2 separate regions of the Hordeum vulgare genome follow, and region 2 is linked to region 1. The links are chromatin contacts, called in public Hi-C maps. All regions are on one chromosome and are shown on one strand. Each heading gives the region's core, a stretch centred on a gene start, on an enhancer-like site or on the middle of the called end of the contact. The rest is flanking DNA. Distances are from core to core; before and after follow the strand shown. Region 1 holds the start of LOC123444507 (DExH-box ATP-dependent RNA helicase DExH6-like). Region 2 holds the start of LOC123441929.

Evidence for each region. A called contact is a pair of places that touch in the nucleus more often than the background predicts.
Region 2: a Hi-C map of leaf shows a contact between it and region 1, with 2.2 times the contacts expected there. The contact joins the promoter of LOC123441929 here to the promoter of LOC123444507 in region 1. A contact is called at or near these places in 2 of 6 Hi-C or Micro-C datasets (leaf and seedling).

What each region holds. Positions count from the first base shown.
Region 1 is chr3H:501,062,925-501,067,791 of MorexV3_pseudomolecules_assembly, reverse strand. It overlaps LOC123444507 (DExH-box ATP-dependent RNA helicase DExH6-like), which reads right to left and starts at 2,557. Exons shown (of 15, transcript XM_045121237.1): 1 at 2,185-2,557; 2 at 1,023-1,113; 3 at 543-846; 4 at 340-414. The coding sequence starts at 2,542.
Region 2 is chr3H:501,317,808-501,322,265 of MorexV3_pseudomolecules_assembly, reverse strand. LOC123441929 reads left to right here and starts at 2,404. Exons shown (of 9, transcript XM_045118096.1): 1 at 2,404-2,718; 2 at 2,808-2,876; 3 at 2,962-3,015; 4 at 3,105-3,168; 5 at 3,287-3,379; 6 at 3,486-3,806; 7 at 3,920-3,965; 8 at 4,061-4,139; 9 at 4,230-4,458. The coding sequence starts at 2,404. The coding sequence ends at 4,322. TRNAD-GUC (a tRNA gene) reads right to left here and starts at 1,825; the gene lies at 1,754-1,825.

The sequences.
Region 1 (4,867 bases), core at 1,308-3,807:
CAAATTGCATCACCAGATGCCAGGGGGGATATCCATTTAGCTAAGCATAGTAATGGATGGATCAAATTAGATAAATAGACAGGAAAATGACGGAATAAATAACCACTGCTTTTTCTGACAGTTGTTACTATAATAACGGAAGCTGTGGTACAAGACACTGGCAGATTCTCGGCAATTTTGGAGTAAAAATAAATAAATTCTAGGCTCTCTTGACATAACCAGCAACCAACTTGACCCAGGCATCATACTAAAGCTAGTTTAGAGCAACCTCATTTCCAAATTGAATTATCTCTTTCAGTAGTTTTGCAGTCTTGCATAGTTTTGCACAAAGAACAATACCTGGTGATTTTCTAGGGTAGAAGAAAGGTGATCTTTGAAGGATGCAATCGGAAGTTTGGATCTGTTTTCACCGATCTGTATACATGTGTGCAACTTTCAGCACCAACTCAAAAATACCACATATGCCAGGTATAAGGGAAGAATTCCGGGACTGGCAAAATCAAATGGTGAAAAAAGGAACATGTCAAGCAAGAATATACAACCTTCCTCAACTGTCCATTTAATTTAGACGTAAGCATCTCGGCCTTCTTTGCTATATCATGTTTCTGCATAGCTGGCCTTGAAAAGGCATTATCTGTCTTCCATCGAATTTTAACAGCCTTATCGCCAGGATTCTTGACAGCGTCACCATTCAATTCAGCATCATCAGGAGGATAGTGTGTAAACAGATCTAGCAAAATTTCTCTTGCTTCTTCAGAAAGTCCAAGTTTGCTAGGGCCTTCTTCTTTACCAGCCCCCTGCGTGTTTTTAGTTTTGTAAACAGAAAGGCATCGCCGTTCCCCATTCCTACGGTTAATGAATAGAATTCAGAACAAACACCAGGTAAAAAGTAAAGTCGATACTGCAAATATATGTCAGCATGAAGATTAATGAAGAGAAGATAGATCAAACATAGTTATCGATTAGCACTTCACCGAAAGAAGTCTGCAAAATGCATCCATTATAGTTAAGAAATAACTCACCCTTTACTCTTTGATGACATGCCCATCCTTCTACACATAGAATGGACTGCGGCCCGTTCTTGATTGGTAAGACCAGGTTCGAATGTGTACTCTGCAAATTAAAAATGTGTAGCTTCTCTGCTCAGAGTATAACACAGAAAAGAATACCATGAATGCTTCAATGAAGGACAATACAATAAAATAAACAGAAGATACCAGTGGTAGAGGTGGCAAATAATACAATTAAGGAGATCCATAACAGAAAATATGGGGGGGCTGTGATAAAACTGAAATGGGGTCCAGAACATGAAATGAAAATCAGAACACATGGTAGTCATAACATATCATAAGCTTGGCATGCACACCTTGGTGTAGCAATAAGGTAGCGAGCAACGGCTCTACAGATGATTAAAAGAAGATCGTGAAGACCATTTAAGCTTCTGCAACTACCTTATGAAAGCATAACCCCGACTTATATATTTACAACCAACTAATATCAAACCCTGTTACCCAGTTAGGCAATTTTATGTTACCAGCCTAGTAGTGGGCATAGATTTTCAACAATAATCTGGAATGTTTCTCAAAAGAAAAAAAGATGGGACACTGCAAATCAACGAAAAAACACTACCAGGTTCCTTTTTAAGTCAATGATGTCACCACGTGACCTATGAGAGGCTATTTTTGCTAGAAAACAGACTAACTTATCTAGAAGGAAACTGTAAAACTAGTATTGCTACAAATAGCACATGTAGTGGCAACAAAGAAGACTGATTGAGCATTCACCTTCCTTATGACCGATTAACCACAGTCAGGATAGGCACTGTGGCAGCATTAAACAGTTTAATGCTGCCACACTCTGGACCAGCAGTGAAGCTAGAAACGCTGGTGACATTGGCCATCAAGTACACCACAGAGCTAGCAAAACAAGTCGAAGCAACGGGCGCGCAACAAAAGAAGGACGAGTGCCCAGAATAACGGCTGCGGAACTAGATTGGCGATACTATGATAAGATGAGCAGCCCCCAATCATAAGCTCGAAGGGCTTGAAACCCTAGCCCCCACTGGCCACGGAGCGTGCCGTATCCGCAGCGCACAACGGAATCGCACCGAAACAAGGAGAGAGCACGCTAGGCGCCTACAGGAACGGGAACGTCCAATGCGACGGGAAGGCGAATGGCGCGAACCGTGGGCGTCGGAGGCGCGGAAGTCCTCAAGCACCGTCGTGATGCGGACCCTCGTCTCCTCGCTCATGGCGGCCAGGGCGCTGGCGGTGAGCTTATCCTTGGGCCCCTTTCGCCCCATCCCGTCGTCGCGGAGCGGGGACGGGGGCGGCGCGGCGGCTGCGTTCGGTGGGGCGGCGGCGCGGCGGCCGGTTCGGGTCCCGCTCTGGCGGCTTCCCGCTGCGGTCGCTTTGCCCTTTGTGTGCTGCTGGGGTGGACCGGGGGGAAACCTTCTAGGGCAACGTGGTGGCGGTGCGATTTGTGCGAGGGGCGGGCGGTGCTGGTGCAGGCTTGGAGTTTGATGGACCGATATGTGGGCCATTCTTGCCGATGAGGACCGGGCCGCGGTGGGTAGAGGTCTGAGGCGGGCCACGTGCCCGGGTTGTTCAAAGGCTTTCAAGCAGCCATTGCTGCCAGGCCCCAACTGCTTACGTTCTCATGGAAGCGGCGGAGATCTTTACAAGCAACTACGAGTACCTCCCCTCAGGTGGAGAAAAACTGCGAGTACACAAAGGCCGTAAAAAAAAAAAAACTGCGAGTATAACAGGAGAATATTCGCGTGGGACCTGTGGTGCCGTGTTACCGCCGAGTGAGTTGAAGAGGTTGAACTTCTTCCGTTCTGTTGATGAATCCCTTCCGAATTTTAAGTCAAATTTCAATCTTAAATGGTGGCTGCTACGAATCAGCCTATTGATCCTAAGAAAACATCTTTCTGCCTAGCCGTCTGATTAGGCGCATGCATGACGTTCGGTCAGACCAAACGACCGAACGTAGCTGTCTTCTTCCTCCTTTCTCCCGTATCCACCACGCTGCAAAAGAAAAGATAACAACATCATCGTGACCCCAGCGGAGCTCCATTGCAACCTCCGACCCGATGGCGCAGCGAAGCTCCATTGCAATCCTCGGCGACGAGACCTGACGATGCTAGCGAAGCTACAACGCAACACCGACGACATCGATGAAGCTCCACTTCAACCCCAGCAACGAGACAAAAGCTGCAACGCAGCACCTACGGCGTCAACAAATCTCCATTGTAGCACCAACGGGGGCCTATGCAGCACTGGTGAAGCTCCATTGCAGCCTAACGACCCCGCGAGCGTCGACAAGGCTCCATTGCAGCCCCGATGATGCTTTAGCACAAAGCCGGTGAGCCCGCTGGCTGCAGCACCGTCACTTGCTAGAAGCACAAGGCTGAGTGTGCCGCCTCCGTCGCGACAATGCCCGCGCGCCCTATTGAAGAGTCGTTTGCAGACCGTCGGCACGCAGCACGTGGCTCCTTCCATGTGTTGCTTTGAAGTAGGTGTCACCGACGAGGACGCTCCATTGCTCGCGACGACGATGGATGTGACATAGCTATTGGCGCGGTAACCAGTTTTGTAGCGGCACCGCTCCTGCAAAGAGCAAGTTGTGCGACGAGTGCAGTGGCGGCAGCACACCCTCATGGCATGGTGTCGGGGTTGGGGCAACAGCGGTGATGGTTTGGTGGCATGGACTAATGTCGGCGAGCGATGTGTGGAGGAAGCGAGCAGAGCAGAGGAAAGAAGGAAAGAGGAAAAGCAGCTCACGCGAGGAAAATCTGTGAACGGGCTTCACGGGGAAGAGATAAGGGATGGTTGAGGACAACGGTGGGCAGACCCACACGGGACACGCGCCGCCTTGCGGAGGCGGTTGACGCGAGGGGAATTTCATCCAATTTAAAACAATCATTTTCCATCTAAAAATTGACTAGTAAATTATGAGTTACTGCCTTTGTTTCAAAATAACGGAAGTCCTAGCATTATCCTAAGTCAAACTTCATTTGTAGGTGGGAGGTTGTGTTGGGGAACGTGGTACGGGAAACAGAAAATTTCCTACGCACACGCAATACCTATCATGGTGATGTCCATCTACGAGAGGGGATTTCTGATCTACGTACCCTTGTAGATCGCACAGCAGGAAGCATTAGAAACGCGGTTGATGTAGTGGAACGTCCTCACGTCCCTCGATCCGTCCCGCGAACCGTCCCACGAACCGTCTCGCGATCCGTCCCACGATCCGCTCCGATCTAGTGCCGAACGGACGACACGTACAGCGCGACGATGATCTCGGCCTTCTTGATCCAGCAAGAGAGACGGAGAGGTGGATGAGTTCTCCGACAGCGTGATGGCGCTCCGAAGGTTGGTGGTGATCTATCCCAGCAGGGCTTCGCCCGAGCTCCGCATAAATACGATCTAGAGGAAAAATCGTGGAGGTATGTGGTCGGGCTGCCATGGCAAAGTTGTCTCAAATCAGCCCTAATACCTCAGTATATATAGGAGGGAGGGGGGGCCTTGCCTTGTGGCTCAAGGGAGCCCCAAGGGGTCGGACGAATCAAGGGGAGGAGTCCTCCTCCTCCAATCCTAGTCCAACTAGGATTGGAAGGTGGAGTCCTTCTCCACCTTTCCACTTCCCTTTTTTTCTTTTTTTTCTTCGATTCGTGCGCGTAGGGCCTCTTGGGCTATCCCACCAGCCCACTAAGGGTTGGTGCGGCACCCCTAAGGCCTATGGGCTTCCACCGGGTGGGCTGCCCCCCCCCCCCGGTGAACATCCAGAACCCATTCGTCACTCCCCGTACATTCCCGGTAATGTCAGAAAACTTTCCGGTAATCAAATGAGGTCGTCCTATATA
Region 2 (4,458 bases), core at 1,155-3,654, 250 kb before region 1:
CTCACGTCGCCGGAGTGGGCAACGGAGGAGGCAGGGACCGGTGGCGGCCGGTGTCGCTGGGGCAATTCCTGGCGATCGCCTTCTTAGCGGGATTGTGTGTGTAGATATTTGTTTTGTCATGTCGACAAGGACATGTATCTATGTCATACAAAACAATAAAAAGCAAAGCCAGTCTAGGCAAACATCAAAGGAACAAACTAACACATGTTCAAGTAATCAGTTGGCAAAGAGGCCTTACATATGTTTATGTTTCTCATGTAACTAGCAATTATGATTATATAAAAATTTCTATTCTTTATCTTATGATTTTATTGGCTTGAGTTCCGCAGCAACGCGCCGGGCATCATCTAGTTACCATTGTTTTGTTTCCCGCAAATCCCATTTTCTCGTAGCTTTTGTGTTGCTAACTATTGCCTTACTAAAATTAAAATCCAACTAACAAAGAATAAAAGCGACACTAGAATTTCGCAAGATGTATGTGAGTATAATTTCTTTGCACATACAATAACTTTTCTCTAAATTATCTTTTTACAATATTCAAAGATTTAACAAAGGCCACTACTACGAATCAGCCAGATGATTTCTTGAAAGAATCCTCCGTCTAGACAGCCGTTTGATCTGCCTGCTAGTGGCCGTTGGATTACAGCAACGCCACGGCATCAGTAGACGTGCGACTGCTTCAGTGCAACAACGTGTACCCAACTCCACTGTAACTTTTCTTGCGCACCGTTGTCATCCAGCAAAGCTCCAACGCAACACCGATGACGTCCAGTGAACCTCCATTGCAGCAGTGGCGGAGCTCCATCGAAGCACCGGAGCATCCGACGAAGCTCCATTGCAGCTTCGACGGAGCTCCAACGCAGCACCCACACATCCGGCGAAGCTCCATTACAGCTTCAGCAGAGCTCCGACGCAGCACCGACGCGTCCGACGAAGCTCCATTTCAGCCCCGACAAAGCTCCAACGCATCACCGGCGTGTCCCGACGAACCTTCATTGTTGCGTCGGCTATTCTTCCGACGGCCCGGCGTTGCTCCCAACAGCTTCAAGGCAGCATCGCCGGAGTTGCAGCATTCTCGTTGGCCACTCTCTACATTCACCGTCCCAGCACCGCGCGCTCCATTGCATTTCCGTGCGGGCGCTCCACCTTGCAGCACGGGCGGGTTAGCCCCCCTCCCCCTCTTTAGCGACAAGCCAGCAGCTGGCCGTCTGTAGTCCGGCGCCCTCATCCACCTGAGACGGGTCTCAGAGCAGCAGCTGTAGCGGCAAAGAAAGCAGAAGCATGGCCATGGTGAGGAGCAGTGGTAGAGAGTCGCGATGGAGATGAAAGGGATCTGAAGAAAAGAGATAAGGAGTGGGTGCTTTCACGTGTGTGGCTGAAAATAAGGATGGGAATTCACGAATGGTGGGTAGGTTTAGTGAACACGTGGCGAGCAAAGCAAACGGTTTAAGGAGGCGTGAAATCAGCCGGTTGAATCTAACATTTTTTCTTTAATAAATTATTAAACTGATTATATAAAATTAGTGAAATGATTTTCATATAGTAATTTTGAGGGGCTTTTATATATAAAAAGACAAATTCATGTTTTGTAGAGTACCGGGCTTCAGTATGCGGTTCAATGATCCCACATCGACCAATTAAACCGCTATCTACCGGGCTTCGGTGTGCGGCCCAATGAGCCCACATCGACCAATGTACCATCAAGCCGAAAAGAAAAAACGCCGTTGCGTACCATCAAGCCGAAAAGAAAAAACGCCGTTGCCGGGGATCGAACCCGGGTCACCCGCGTGACAGGCGGGAATACTCACCACTATACTACAACGACTGATCAATACCTACCCGGTGTTTTTTCATGTACTTCACTGCACTGCAAATAACATACGTACTACCATGCCAGTCGCGACCAGCTGTAGGCCTATAGCAGTGTCTCCATGAATGGCATGGCATGCCCCGGACGCTCAAGAGTCAAGAGTGAGCCTCATGGCGGCCGGCCATGCACGGTCGACTGTGCCTCCATCGACAACGGAAATGCAAAACCTACGGCCGGGAAGATATCTACAGACTTGGAGCACGGACCACGGACCACCTATCCCCGACTCCCGTAGCTGTTTCGCAGGGATTTCTCGTATCTTCCGCGGATGTACGTGGTAGGCGCGTTCCAAGAGCCAAAGCGGAAACCCACGTGCAGGGCGCCTATTCATTATTCAAACGCAAGCGATGGCCGCGGCTCCTCTCCTCGTCCTCGATCGCCACCAGCACCAGCACCAGCACCACATTCCTTCCTTGCTCCCTTCCCGCCCCCCGATAACCCCCTCCTCCCCGCTTCGGATCTCACCACCACCAGTCCACCACCACGTACTGCGCTCCATTCCAACCCCAACCCCAACCCCAGTCGCCCGATCGATGACGCAGACCCCGGGCGCCCACGCCGGCGCGGCCCCGCCGGCGCCGCCTACCCCCGCCGAGGGCGCCGGGCTGTCCGAGGCCATCGCGGCCGCGCTGCCGCCGGACCCGTACGACCAGCTGGAGGTGGCCCGCAAGATCACCGCCGCGGCCGTGGCCGCGCGCGCCTCCCGCCTCGAGCACGAGGCCGCGCGCCTCCGCCAGAAGCTGGCCGACAAGGACCGCCTCGCCGCCGAGCTCGCCGACAGGGCCGACGCGCTCGACCAGGCCCTCCGCGACGCCGACGCCCGCCTCCGCACCGTTCTCCAAGACAACGTACGTAAACCTCGGTCGCCTCGCCGCTAATTCGGTTTCGCTGGTGCTGAGGTTTTTTGTCCTTGCTCTTGTTGTTGCCTGCCGCCAAGGCTAAGCTGGTGAAGGAGAGGGACTCGCTCGTCCAGACGTCCAGGAAGCTGGCCAGGGACCTCGCCAAGGTGACGCCATCTGTGATCTGCGGTCGCACGGCTCTTCTCCTCGCAGCATTCATTAGTAACTTTTCTGGTGGCTTTCCACTTGCAGCTGGAGACATTCAAGAGGCACCTGATGCAGTCACTAGGCGATGATAATTCTTCAGTAAGCTCCTCTCTCTGATCCTCTGTATGCATAATGCATTGCTAATACGAGTATTACTCATGAATCATCACGTGTCTCGTGCTCTGCAGAGCCAGGAAACAGTGGACATCAGAACCTGCGAGCAATCGGTCGCCAAAGCAAGTTCCTGGAGAGGTATATATACATATACATGATCGCTGCCCTTCCTCTTGGACAATTTTCATCCCTAGCTAGCAGCTCATTGTGTTTCATTCCATCTGTGCTAATAATTCTTCTGGCGGCATCCCCGAAGACGCATCGGCGAGCAATAATCCTGCTGCTCCTGCATCATCCACCACCCGAGCCGCCGACGGATCATCCGAAGCCGAAAGCGTAAACCAGGAAGGTATGCAACGATCAACAACATTTCTACTAATATACGTACCTATCTGTAGCACAACGACAGAGTTCTCAACAGCCCTACGGTGCTTCTTTCCCGTGCACGTTGACAGTGGCAAGGCCGTTCGAGCAGAAACTCACCATCACGCACATGACTCCGCGCCTCATCGCCGACCCTGCGCCGAAGCAGAGGTCCTCCTCCGCCGCCTCCGCCAGGAGATACTCCACTGCCGTGTCCCCGAAGCTGACGTCCCGCGCCTCCTCCCCTAGACGGTACTCCACGGCCGTGTCGCCGAAGCTGTCCTCCGGCAGCAGCGGCGCCGGCACCGCCACTTCCCCGCGGCTCGAAGGCCACATGGCCATGTCGGCGTGGCTCCCGTCGAGCAAGATGTCCTCTGCGGCCAACTCGCCCCCTCGTGGGCACTCAGTCTCAGGTAGAGGTAGAACGAAGGTTCTCGATCCCATCTTTGTTCCACACAAGAGTTCGTCGGCATTCATGTGGAGATTGTTCTTCATTTTCTGCGCGCTCTGTTTTTTTTTTTTTCAGGGCGCACGACGAGGATAGATGGCAAGGAGTTCTTCCGTCAAGCAAGGTACCACTCGCTACCTCTCGTTTTGTTTTGACAGAAAAAACATGGCATGGCATCAACTTATTTGATATTTCCCTCCTTGTTTTCTTCATCCTCAGGAGCCGTCTGTCCTACGAACAGTTTGCTGCTTTCCTCGCCAACATCAAGGAGCTCAACGCTCACCGGCAATCCCAAGAGGTAACTGGGAACGCTTTCCAGCTCGATCCGTGGTTTCTTTCGGATTCAGATCTTGAGGTATAGTACAATATTGCTGTGGTGTTGGTGCAGGAGACGCTCGACAAGGCGGACCAGATCTTCGGCGCAGAGAACAAGGACCTCTTCGTCTCGTTTCAGGGCCTGCTTAGCCGTAGCCTCACGTAACACACACAAACACACACCTGTTGCCGCAATTTATACCACAGCAGAGTATTATTATGTGCACTTTATCACAAAAGAAAAGAATAATCACCATTTCAATATCACACGAAGAACTGCTCCTGTCAGATATAGATTATAG